Linked DNA regions of Pan troglodytes: region 2 is linked to region 1. The links are chromatin contacts, called in public HiChIP or PLAC-seq maps. All regions are on one chromosome and are shown on one strand. The core of a region is the stretch at or near the end of the contact, and the rest is flanking DNA. Distances in the headings are between cores, read along the strand shown. Region 1 holds the start of PKP2 (plakophilin 2). Region 2 holds the start of YARS2 (tyrosyl-tRNA synthetase 2).

The links. HiChIP or PLAC-seq counts read pairs in DNA pulled down with a chosen protein or histone mark.
Region 2: an H3K4me3 HiChIP or PLAC-seq map of stem cell-derived excitatory neurons shows a contact between it and region 1, with 5 times the contacts expected there. The contact joins the promoter of YARS2 here to the promoter of PKP2 in region 1. A contact is called at or near these places in 1 of 7 Hi-C or Micro-C datasets (stem cell-derived neural progenitor cells) and 1 of 1 datasets of contacts at active chromatin or transcription factors (stem cell-derived excitatory neurons).

Annotation. Positions count from the first base shown.
Region 1 is chr10:62,583,728-62,588,587 of NHGRI_mPanTro3-v2.0_pri, reverse strand. PKP2 (plakophilin 2) reads right to left here and starts at 1,914. Exons shown (of 13, transcript XM_016923663.3): 1 at 1,578-1,914. The coding sequence starts at 1,800. It also overlaps the pseudogene LOC473355.
Region 2 is chr10:62,727,109-62,731,892 of NHGRI_mPanTro3-v2.0_pri, reverse strand. It overlaps YARS2 (tyrosyl-tRNA synthetase 2), which reads right to left and starts at 3,014. Exons shown (of 6, transcript XR_010148052.1): 1 at 1,654-3,014; 2 at 471-638.

The DNA of each region.
Region 1 (4,860 bases), core at 665-3,164:
CCCAGCCTTTCAGAACTTCCTCAATTTTATTTAAAGAAAAATGGGAGGGGGACACGGAGAGGCTTAGCATCTAACAAATCCCACTTTGTATTAATCATTTTAAAACTTAATGATAAAACTGATAAGTTTAAAATTCAGGTTTGGGAGTTTAAATACCAGCTCTACCACTTACCATCTGTTAGAGCTTCAGTGTTACTTAACTGCTTAGTTTCCTCATCTGTAAAATGAGGATGAAAATACCTAACTCACAAGTTTTTAAATACATATATATATATATATCTCAAATGAATGCAAACCACATTGCCCAATTCTTGGCACATAGTGTGCACTCAGTTATATTAACTACGATCATTGAACATCTTCTCTTTACCTTTCAAGTATGTTAATATTGACTACCTGATCCTTTAGGATTCTTTTACACACACAGTACAGCCTCCCAGACTCTGCTGTTTGAAATCTGTGGTCTGGCCTGTTAGAATTTTTGTTTTCCTAATAGAAATTAGAATGGGTTAGCCTACATTCGCCAATACCCAAGTTACTTCATACAGAAACAACTGAACGTTGCAGGAAACAGATATTCCAACTTAATTGCTCAATTTCTTTCCTCTTCTTTTTGCTATAAGCCAACATAGTGCTTTTATAATGCAAACTCACATACACAACAACAAGAAGTAAAACAAGGGTCACTGAGTTGATCCCATCACCTGACTTCAGCAGGGGAGAAAAGGATACATCATGATCTCTAATTTTCACAAGTGGCTTGCCATCTTCTTTCCCTTCCACCTCCCCCGTCTATCAATCATGAACATAGTGTGCATGTGTGTGCTTACACCCCTTTCACCTTCGGGTTTAATTTTTTGGAGGGATCAGACTTGCACCACGCCCGCACTGGTGGGGGTAGGAAGCGCAGCTAGGCGGGCACGGCTGTTGCCGGCAGGGCCAAAGTCCCCTACCTCCTCCTCGGCGTGTTTGTTCCCTGGACCAAAGCCTCCTAGCTACTTTTCTTCACTCCCTAGATCCACCACTCGCCTCCCACACAGGGTGGAGCGCCCCGAAGTACTTGCACAAGACAGCACAATCCCAATTTATAGGTTGTAGGAGCGCCAGTGCTGTCGGTTTTTTTCCCCAAGATATTTATGGGGGTCATTAATTATTTAACAAATCTAATAAAAGTGAAGGGCTCCTTCTCCCAGAAAAAGATCGTACACACCAAAAATTCTGCATAGCATCTCAAGGTGTTTATAGACTCCCTGAACCTTCAAATTAAGTCCGCACCAGTGAGGGGCGCGGACCGGCGGAGTAGAAAAAGAAAGGGGTGAAATCTTGAAGTGAGTTATTTAACATTGATAGATATGTACAATATTTAATATACATAGGTACCTATATGACAAAGCTGAGTAATAAGTTATGGAAAAGAGTGCTTTCCACAAGCAAGTCGGTCATACCGAAGACGGCGAGCAACAGGTGGGCAGAACACGGGGCCCCGCACTCCCAGCACGCGGGGTGAGGGCGGGATAGGAGGAGGTGACCGGGTGTGGGGCAGGGGGCGGCGCCGGGGAGCGGCGGGCTCCACTCACCGTTGCCCACGGAGCTGCGGCCCTTCCGGGCGAGGGTCTGCTGCACCTGCTCCTGGATCCGCAGGCTCTTGACTGTCTGGCCGCCGCGGCCGCTGCTCCCCGCCAGCTTCAGCTTGGCCTCGGAGGGCAGCGCCAGGCTGGAGCTGTCCAGTTGTCCCAGGATCTGCTGGCCCAGGACGGTCCGGATGTAGCCGTACTCAGCTGGGGCGCCGGGGGCTGCCATGGGGCCGGTGGGGGCGACCGAGCCGCTCGCCTGCCTCTGGACTCGCGGGCGAAGCCGCCGCGGAGCTGGGGGCGCTGGCGCGAGCCCCGCCCCGCTCGAGTCCGGCCCCGCCCCTGGCCCGCCCCCCGCGCCGGTGAGAGGCCCGGGGCCGGGGGGGAGCTCGGCCTCGTGGGCCGGACGCCCGGCCTTCCCTGAGGAGGGGGCGCGGCTCGGCCGGGCACGCGCAGTCGGGACCGGGGGCGGGGGCGGGCCGGCCCCGCTGAGCGCGCGGACACCTGGAGACTTGTACCCGCCCGCGGGGAGGTGGGGAGAGGGGCGCGGTTCGCCTGGGGTCGCGCACGTTGTCGGAGTCCCAGCGGATACCGCCTGCCGGGGCCGCGCCCCGCTCTGCCCACGCCCCGCGCTGGACAGGATGGATTTCCGCTCGATGCAGGGAGGGGCTGCCCTGCAGGCAGGTGAGCCCTCGAGAGTCACTCCTGTTCTTGGACTGAGGCTTGCCTCCGGGATCCCCGAGCGAGTAGTATGTCTGGTTAGTCAGGCTTTGTCGCACTGTTGGAAACGTTTCCTGGTTTTCCTGGACCTGAGGGTGAGAAAGGGCTATTTGGTCAGGCGGAAAGGGCAATATGAGGGAAATGTGCCAAGAAGATAACGTGTGAAATAAAAGACTTTCTAAAGAGAGTGTTTTTTTCTTAGTACAACGTCAGGACTATGTACTTTTTGCACAGATGCAGTCCCAGAAACATATGTTCTTCCTCATTGAGAGCTTCTGTTTTCTCTTGGATACACAAATTGTACCCAGTACTCTTGCTAACCCATTCCTCTCTTACGAACACACCCACACAGAGAAACTCCCAACAAGAGGCTCTAGAGAAGAAATGAATTTTAATAGACGATGCTTTTTAAATAGCCCTGCTAACGTTGATTAAGTCCTCTTTATTACAGGCTCTTTGTAGAGAGATCCACGGAGAGGGCCTCCAACTTTCAATCGAATCTTCCACAACTTGTATTTATCGTGCTATTAATTATGTTTCACCGCAGTTGACTACTGAGAACTTGAGAGCTAAGCTCAACAGAAAGGATCCTTGACCTTAAAGTTTACAACCAAAGCCACTTGTCCTGATTTGCCTCTTTGGACTTAAGAGGCAGAAAGAAAAACATGTATCCCTGGTATTAAGATAATATTCCCTTTGATTGCTTGGGTTTGTATGTTCACTTTCCCTCAAATCACTCAATTGCTGCAAAACCCCACTTACTCAAGTCTGAAGTGTTTGGAGAACGCAGCTTCCCTCGTCTTTGTTTTCCTACCCACACCCTTCTGCCTTTAGACACACACTGAATGCTTAGACACACAATGCACAGGTATATGGCCTCCCTTTTTACATGAGCGTCCAGGGAGTGAAGAGGAAACCAAAGGACTGAAAGCGTGGACAACAGAGTAGTGACAGTTCCGCCACCCTTTGTCAGCAGGCCACATGGCTAAGTGGGAGCCATATGGATGTGAGTCCTGGAAGCAATTGCTCCCACCCCAATAGAATGGACCACTATTTAGGCAAATTACACCTTGTGTAAAGCTTGCTTATGTAGCCAGGTGGAAACATCCAACCATGATGCTGAGATGTAATTGAAAAGAGAGGGGTGAACTGAAGGTAAGTGATGATAGAAACGTCCAGCAACATTCCTGTTTCTCTCTCTCTCTTTTCATGGCCTCTTCTGGCAGACCAGAATCTGCTGCTTTGAGAGACAATTTCAGTATCTGTCCATACAGGGTCAGTTGGGGCATTCCTTGTTGTTTTGTACCTGAAGAGCCATGACTTAAAATGTCAGCTCTGCCTCCAATTAGATTCCTCACCAGGAGACTAGAGAGGAATTTTTCTCATTTATTTTAATGAGCCAAACCTCAGATACTTTTTTCCTCTCAAATTAATTTTTTTAAAGTGTGTTGTTGGAATTGATTATCCTGTTGGGTAGGTACCAATAATTGGGCACATAGAAATCTTGTTGTTGGATTGTTAGGTGATTTGAGGGGAGGGAAGGTGATTAAAAGCACAGCTTGTGAGTGAGGAAAATCTAGGTTTTAACCTTAGCTTACCCCTTGTAAGTATATGGCCACAAGCAAGTTTCTTTAGATTTTTATACCTCTGTACATTCTCTTATCTATAAATGGGAGCAATAAAAGTATCTACTACATAGTTGTATTAGTCTGTTTGTACGCTGCTGTGAAGAACTACATGAGACTGGGTAATTTATAAAGAGGTTTAATTGACTCACAGTTCCTCAAGGCTGGGGAGGCCTCAGGAAACTTAGAATCACGGCAAGAAGGCACCTTCTCACAGGGTGGCAAGAGAGAGAATGAAAGCTGAGCAAAGGGGCAGAAATCCCTTATAAAACCATCCACACCATGAGTCAATTACCTCCCACTGGGTCCCTCCCATGACACAAGGGGATTACAGGAACTACAATTCAAGATGAGATTTGGGTGCGGATACAGTCAAACCATATCAATAGTGTTGTTGTAAAAGTTAAACAATAAGTAGTACATTAGACATGTTCAGCATCCCCAGAGATCCACTTCCTTTTCTTTTCTTTTTTTTTTTGCGATGGGGCCTCGCTCTGTTGCCCAGGTGGGAGTACGGTGGTGTGATCTCGGCTCACTGCAGCCTCTGCCTCCTGGGTTCAAGTGATTCTCCTGCCTCAGCCTCCCAAGTAGCTGGGACTACAGGCATGCACCACCACACTGGGTAATTTTTGTATTTTAAGACTGGGTTTTGCCATGTTGGCCAGGCTGGTCTTGAACTCCTGACCTCAGGTGATCCACCCACCTCAGCCTCCCAAAGTGCTGGGATTACAGGCGTGAGCCACTGCACCCAGCCCAGACATCCACTTCCTTTTTTTTTTTTTTTAATTTTTTATTTCCGTAAGTTTTTGGGGAATAGTTGGTATTTGGTTACATGAGTAAGTTCTTTAGTGGTGCCAGAGATCCTCTTTTCTTTTTTTCTTTTTTCTTTTATGTGTGTGTGTGTGTGTGTGTGGGAAAGGGTCTCAGGCCAGGTGTGGCGGATC
Region 2 (4,784 bases), core at 1,765-4,264, 140 kb before region 1:
ATCAAAATTTTTTTTCACTTTTTGTTGCAGGTATATTTGTTTCTCATTAATTCATATTCTTCCAAGAGTTTAAGGCAATTTGATTTAAGGAGAAATCATTTCTTAAGAGGATCTTTAAAGTCATATTTGTGAGAGAAGACAGACAAAGGAAAAATAAGGGCAGTCAAGTTTAAGTTGAAAGGAGTGAAAAAACTAGAATATGCAGGTGATAAAATCCTAAGAACTTGCTAGATACAGATCAAAAAGTTGGCTCTACATTTTCTAGCCGCCCACTGTTTTTCTGCTTTAACCAACAAAGTGTTTAACTTCAGAACACAGTAAAAATTAGTCTTCTATGATGTAATGGCTTATGTACAGACAGAAACTACGTTAAAAACAAAAAAACTATAAAATGTACATAGATTCAATGGCTAAAATTACATCATGAGTTTATGGTGTCAGTTTTTCTCAGCCCGTTATTCAGAACTCACCTTTCCACTGAATCGTCCGGTTGCCTGACAAAGAACTGATACAATTCAAATGGAGATGTCTTATCTCTGTTTAGCCAAACAGCGTTGCCAGCAGACTTTCCCAGCTTTGCTCCAGTTGTACTTGTAATTAGAGGAACGGTGATTCCAAATACATCTTCTCCAGTCAACCTACGCATAAAGAACAATTTCATTATGTGCCTCAAGCACAAGTGGTGGTAGGTTCTACTGTTCACCTTCCAGATTTCTTTCTGGTTACTTGCTCCAGGAAAACTTCCTTGACCTCCTAAATCTGAATTCTTGTCCCTCTTATGTATTGTTACAGTACTTACTCTATTCATTCTGAACCTCATGAGTGGTTCCAGGCAGGTTCTAGGCAGGCCAAGGGGAAGTGCTACATAACAATGGACTAGAGATTTTGAAAGGCTGAGTGGGAAGGAGAAAACTGGGTGAAGGGGTGTCAGGAAGAGACACTAAAGGAAATCTTCTAAACGCCTTTTAAACATGTGCTTTGCTCTGTTGCACATGAGCTAGCCCTATCCTTCACCTCTCTCAAGAAAATGCTATTAGACCCGCATTACTTGTCAATTATTTGGAGTTGAAAAAACTTTTTGAGATACCAACCAAGGACTAACACTAGTTTCATGGAGGGTGCAGAGCTAAAGCAGAGGCTAGCTACTCAAGGAGGCCCAGTCACGTTCTGGTATAAACACACAAAAGCAGTTTCTCTAATTAGAGAGGACGACTTAGGCGAAGCAAAACAGACCGACCAAATCTTCACTAGTGGTCTGTTTCCCTTTTTTTTTTTTTTTTTTTTTTTTTGAGACGGAGTCTCCCTGTGTTGCCCCAGGCTGGAGTGCAGTGGCGCGATCTCGGCTCACTGAAACCTTCGCCTTCCGGGTTCAAGAGATTCTCCTGCCTCAGCCTCCCGAATAGCTGGGATTACAGGCGTGCATCACCACGCCCAGCTAATTTTTAGAATACACCCTTTACTCTTAATATCCTTAATTCAGCCCTTTAATTCTTATTAGCCAGTGTTATTAACGCCATTATAGAGCCTTAATGGGGATAAAACCAACAAGAGCTGGAACGAAGGGCAGCAACTACAATCCTAAGAGTGAATCACAGGCTACTAGTGTGTAAATTATTTGGTCCCAGGATTTCCCCAAGGTTTAAAGGCACTTACTTGTTGATGAACTCATATCCGGACATGATGTTGCCTAGTTGATCAGATCCGCCCAGCTGGACCCTGCATCCATAACGCTGGAAGAGGTAATAGAAGTCATAGGCCTGGAGCACCTGGTAAAAGAACTCGGCCAAGCTCATGCCCTCGGGGCTCTTGAGCCGCAGCTGCACGCTCTGCCGGCTCAGCAGCGTCCCCATGCGGAAGTGACCCCCCACTGCCGCCAGGAAGTCCACCAGGCGCTGCTTCTGGTACCAGGCCGAGTTGTCCAGCACAGTGAAGCTGCCCCAGGAGCGCCCATCAGTGAAAAGCTGCTGGTGATTAGCCGCCAGGGCCTCAAGCCCTAGGCGCAGAGCTCGCGCGTTGGCTCGCACGCGCTCTGTCTCCAGCGCCTCGCGTTCCTTGGTACGGCCGCTCGGGTCTCCCAGGCGCGCCGTGGCGCCTCCCACCAGCGCGATCACGTTGTGGCCCGCTCGCTGCAAATGAAACAGGCCCAGCAGCGCAAGTAGATGACCCACATGAAGCGAGTCTGCCGTGGGGTCGAAGCCACAGTAAATGGTTTGGGGAAAACTCGCCGTGCCACGGTCGAAGAGCTCTGGGAGCTCTATTTTCGTCCCCGTCTCCGGGAAGAAGTCCTTGAACAGACCTCGAGCCTTCTGCGCTGCCAGTAACCCCTGAGCGCCCGAGTGGGCCTTACGCAGCCCCAAGGGCAACAATACTGAGAGATTTAGGGTACCAGACCACCGGCCCCAGGAAAAGGACCGCAAGATGGGCGCCACCATCTTGGTGGCGGCACGAAGGGAATGCTGGGATTGCAAAGACTCCCACCACACCCACCTACTTACAGCTCCTAGGGAAGGTGCTTCAGTGTTTTTCTGCGCATGCCCGAGACGGTTACGTAGTTACGGAGCTTGCGCTCTCAGCAGTTGAGTCCCGACTCCAAGTGGCGATTCCGCCTCAGAGCCGTCGCCTTACGTTCCCTTAAACTTAATTTTTCCATCAGCAGTGTGGATCTGCTTATGATAGTTCCTACCTCATAAGGCTGTTGTGAGCCTTAAAAATTAAAGCATTTGGCACATAACGCTTCACAAATGCTGACTTGTATTTACATTTTCACGTAAAAAGATTGTGATGCGCAAGTTCTTTGAAGTCTTGGTTCCATGCAAAAAGCTGCTCACAGAGGTTGAGAAAGGTTAGGAATTGGTTTAACTTCGCGGAGGGATAGGGAGTTGCTGCTGAGACGCAAGCAATTTCATAGTACCGATTCCCTAATTGCACCTCAGTCCCCAGTATTCATCAACTCTTCCAGGAGGTGGCAGTCTTGTCCAAGGTATAGCAAGAAAAACTCAGTGCAATAAAGTACATGCATCAAGTCCTGTGGTTTATTTATTTTAAATACAGTTAACTAGGTTGGGACACAGCTTAGCATGAGTGGATTCAAATTAGTAATCACATCGTGCAGCGTGACAGGTGCTCTGAATACTGACCAGGGATGAGGTTCTTATCGGCAGCTGGCTGGCAGGTGATCTAGCTTCAAAATCCCATGTTAGAGCCTGATTTCTAGGACCGCTTTCAAAATCATCTTAGGTAGAATTCCCTGGACTCTGAGTTGGGGGGGAGACTGGTTTGCAGGAGGGTAATTGGAGTGTGCTCTTAAGAACAACACCTATAATGGAGTGAGGGAGGCCGGGTTGGGCGGAGGGAGAAAGAAGTGGAACTGTGAACAATTTGTAATAGAGGCCTCAGGCAATCCAGTAAGGGCTCTGGAGCCGGGATTTCCTTTCAGAGTCATCCTGAATTGAGGCCAGGGGGCAGACCTTTAGACCCTCTTACTGACTGCTCATTAAATGTGGGATGTTTCTGGGGAGGAAGCAAAACGCTGGGTTAAGGCTTTTGGAGAGTGAGATGTGCAGGAAGGGACTCCGCTGTGAGCAATAAGCAACCAACACTCCCAGCAGCTGGGGGATTGAGTGCCTTGGTCCTGTGACTGGGATCTGGGCCATGTTCCAAATCATTCCCTACAGGACTTTTCCATTTTTTAACGTTATAAAGTTATCTAACAAAATGAAAACTTATTTTAATAATTAGTTTCTTTGCATGTATAATTATCAGTGAATTAGTTTCTCATTGCCAAATAGTAACTTCAATAGGATTTTGAGATACTCATTCAATAGGCTATTAAACATACTCCCAACTGCTTAAGAAAATAGTGTGTTCTTTCATGTTATTATTCAAAATATCTTAAAATTTGCAATCATAACCTGTTGATCTTCAGTGTATTTTTTTTTTTAAGTGTCACTCTGTTGTCCACACTGGAGTGCCGTGGCAGGATCATGGTTCACTGCAGCCTTGAACTCCTAGGCTCCAGCGATCTTCCTGCCTCAGCCTCCCAAGTAGCTGGAGCTACAGGTGTGGACTACCATGCCTGGCTAATTTTTATTTTTTGTTTTTGTAGAGACGGGGGTCTCACTGTCTTGCCCAGGGTGGTCCTAAACTCCTGGCCTCAAGCAAGCTTCCCACCTCTGCCTCCCAAAGTGTTGGGATTACAGGCACGAGCTACTTTGCAAGGCCAATCTGCAGTCGTATGGTCCACCACTTTGATCAGGGACAGATTTCAGTAGGTATGGCAGGAAATTCTCCTGAGCACATGTAAGGAAACTCACATCTGGGCCACTTGTCACTTGAAAGCCAAAAACCCAAGAGAAGAGCTGTAGTGAAAGTAAAGTTAGCTTTATTCAAGAGACCAGCAACCCCGAGGGATGCAGTGAGCTAGCGTTCAAAGACCACCTCTGGTTTTTAAGGGCAATTAAGAGAAAGGATGATAAAAAGATTTTTGTGAAACGTGTGCAGTCTCAGGTCGGCAGTAAATCATTGCTTTCTTGGTCAATATTTTGTGACTTTCTGCAGGTACCATCAGCCTATTCTTATTAGGTCGGTCAGCCCATTCACAGAGAGGCTGATCTAGGTTTTTTTTTTTATCTCTGTTCAAGATCCTGTTTTTCTGAGGCTGATTTTAGTGAATGATCTACAAAATCAAGCAAAGCAATAATTGTATTCAAATAAGCAAGCTTTCCTCTAACATGGAATCAGTACTGTCACACACACAGCAAACGGTGCTTTCTATTTGGTACCTT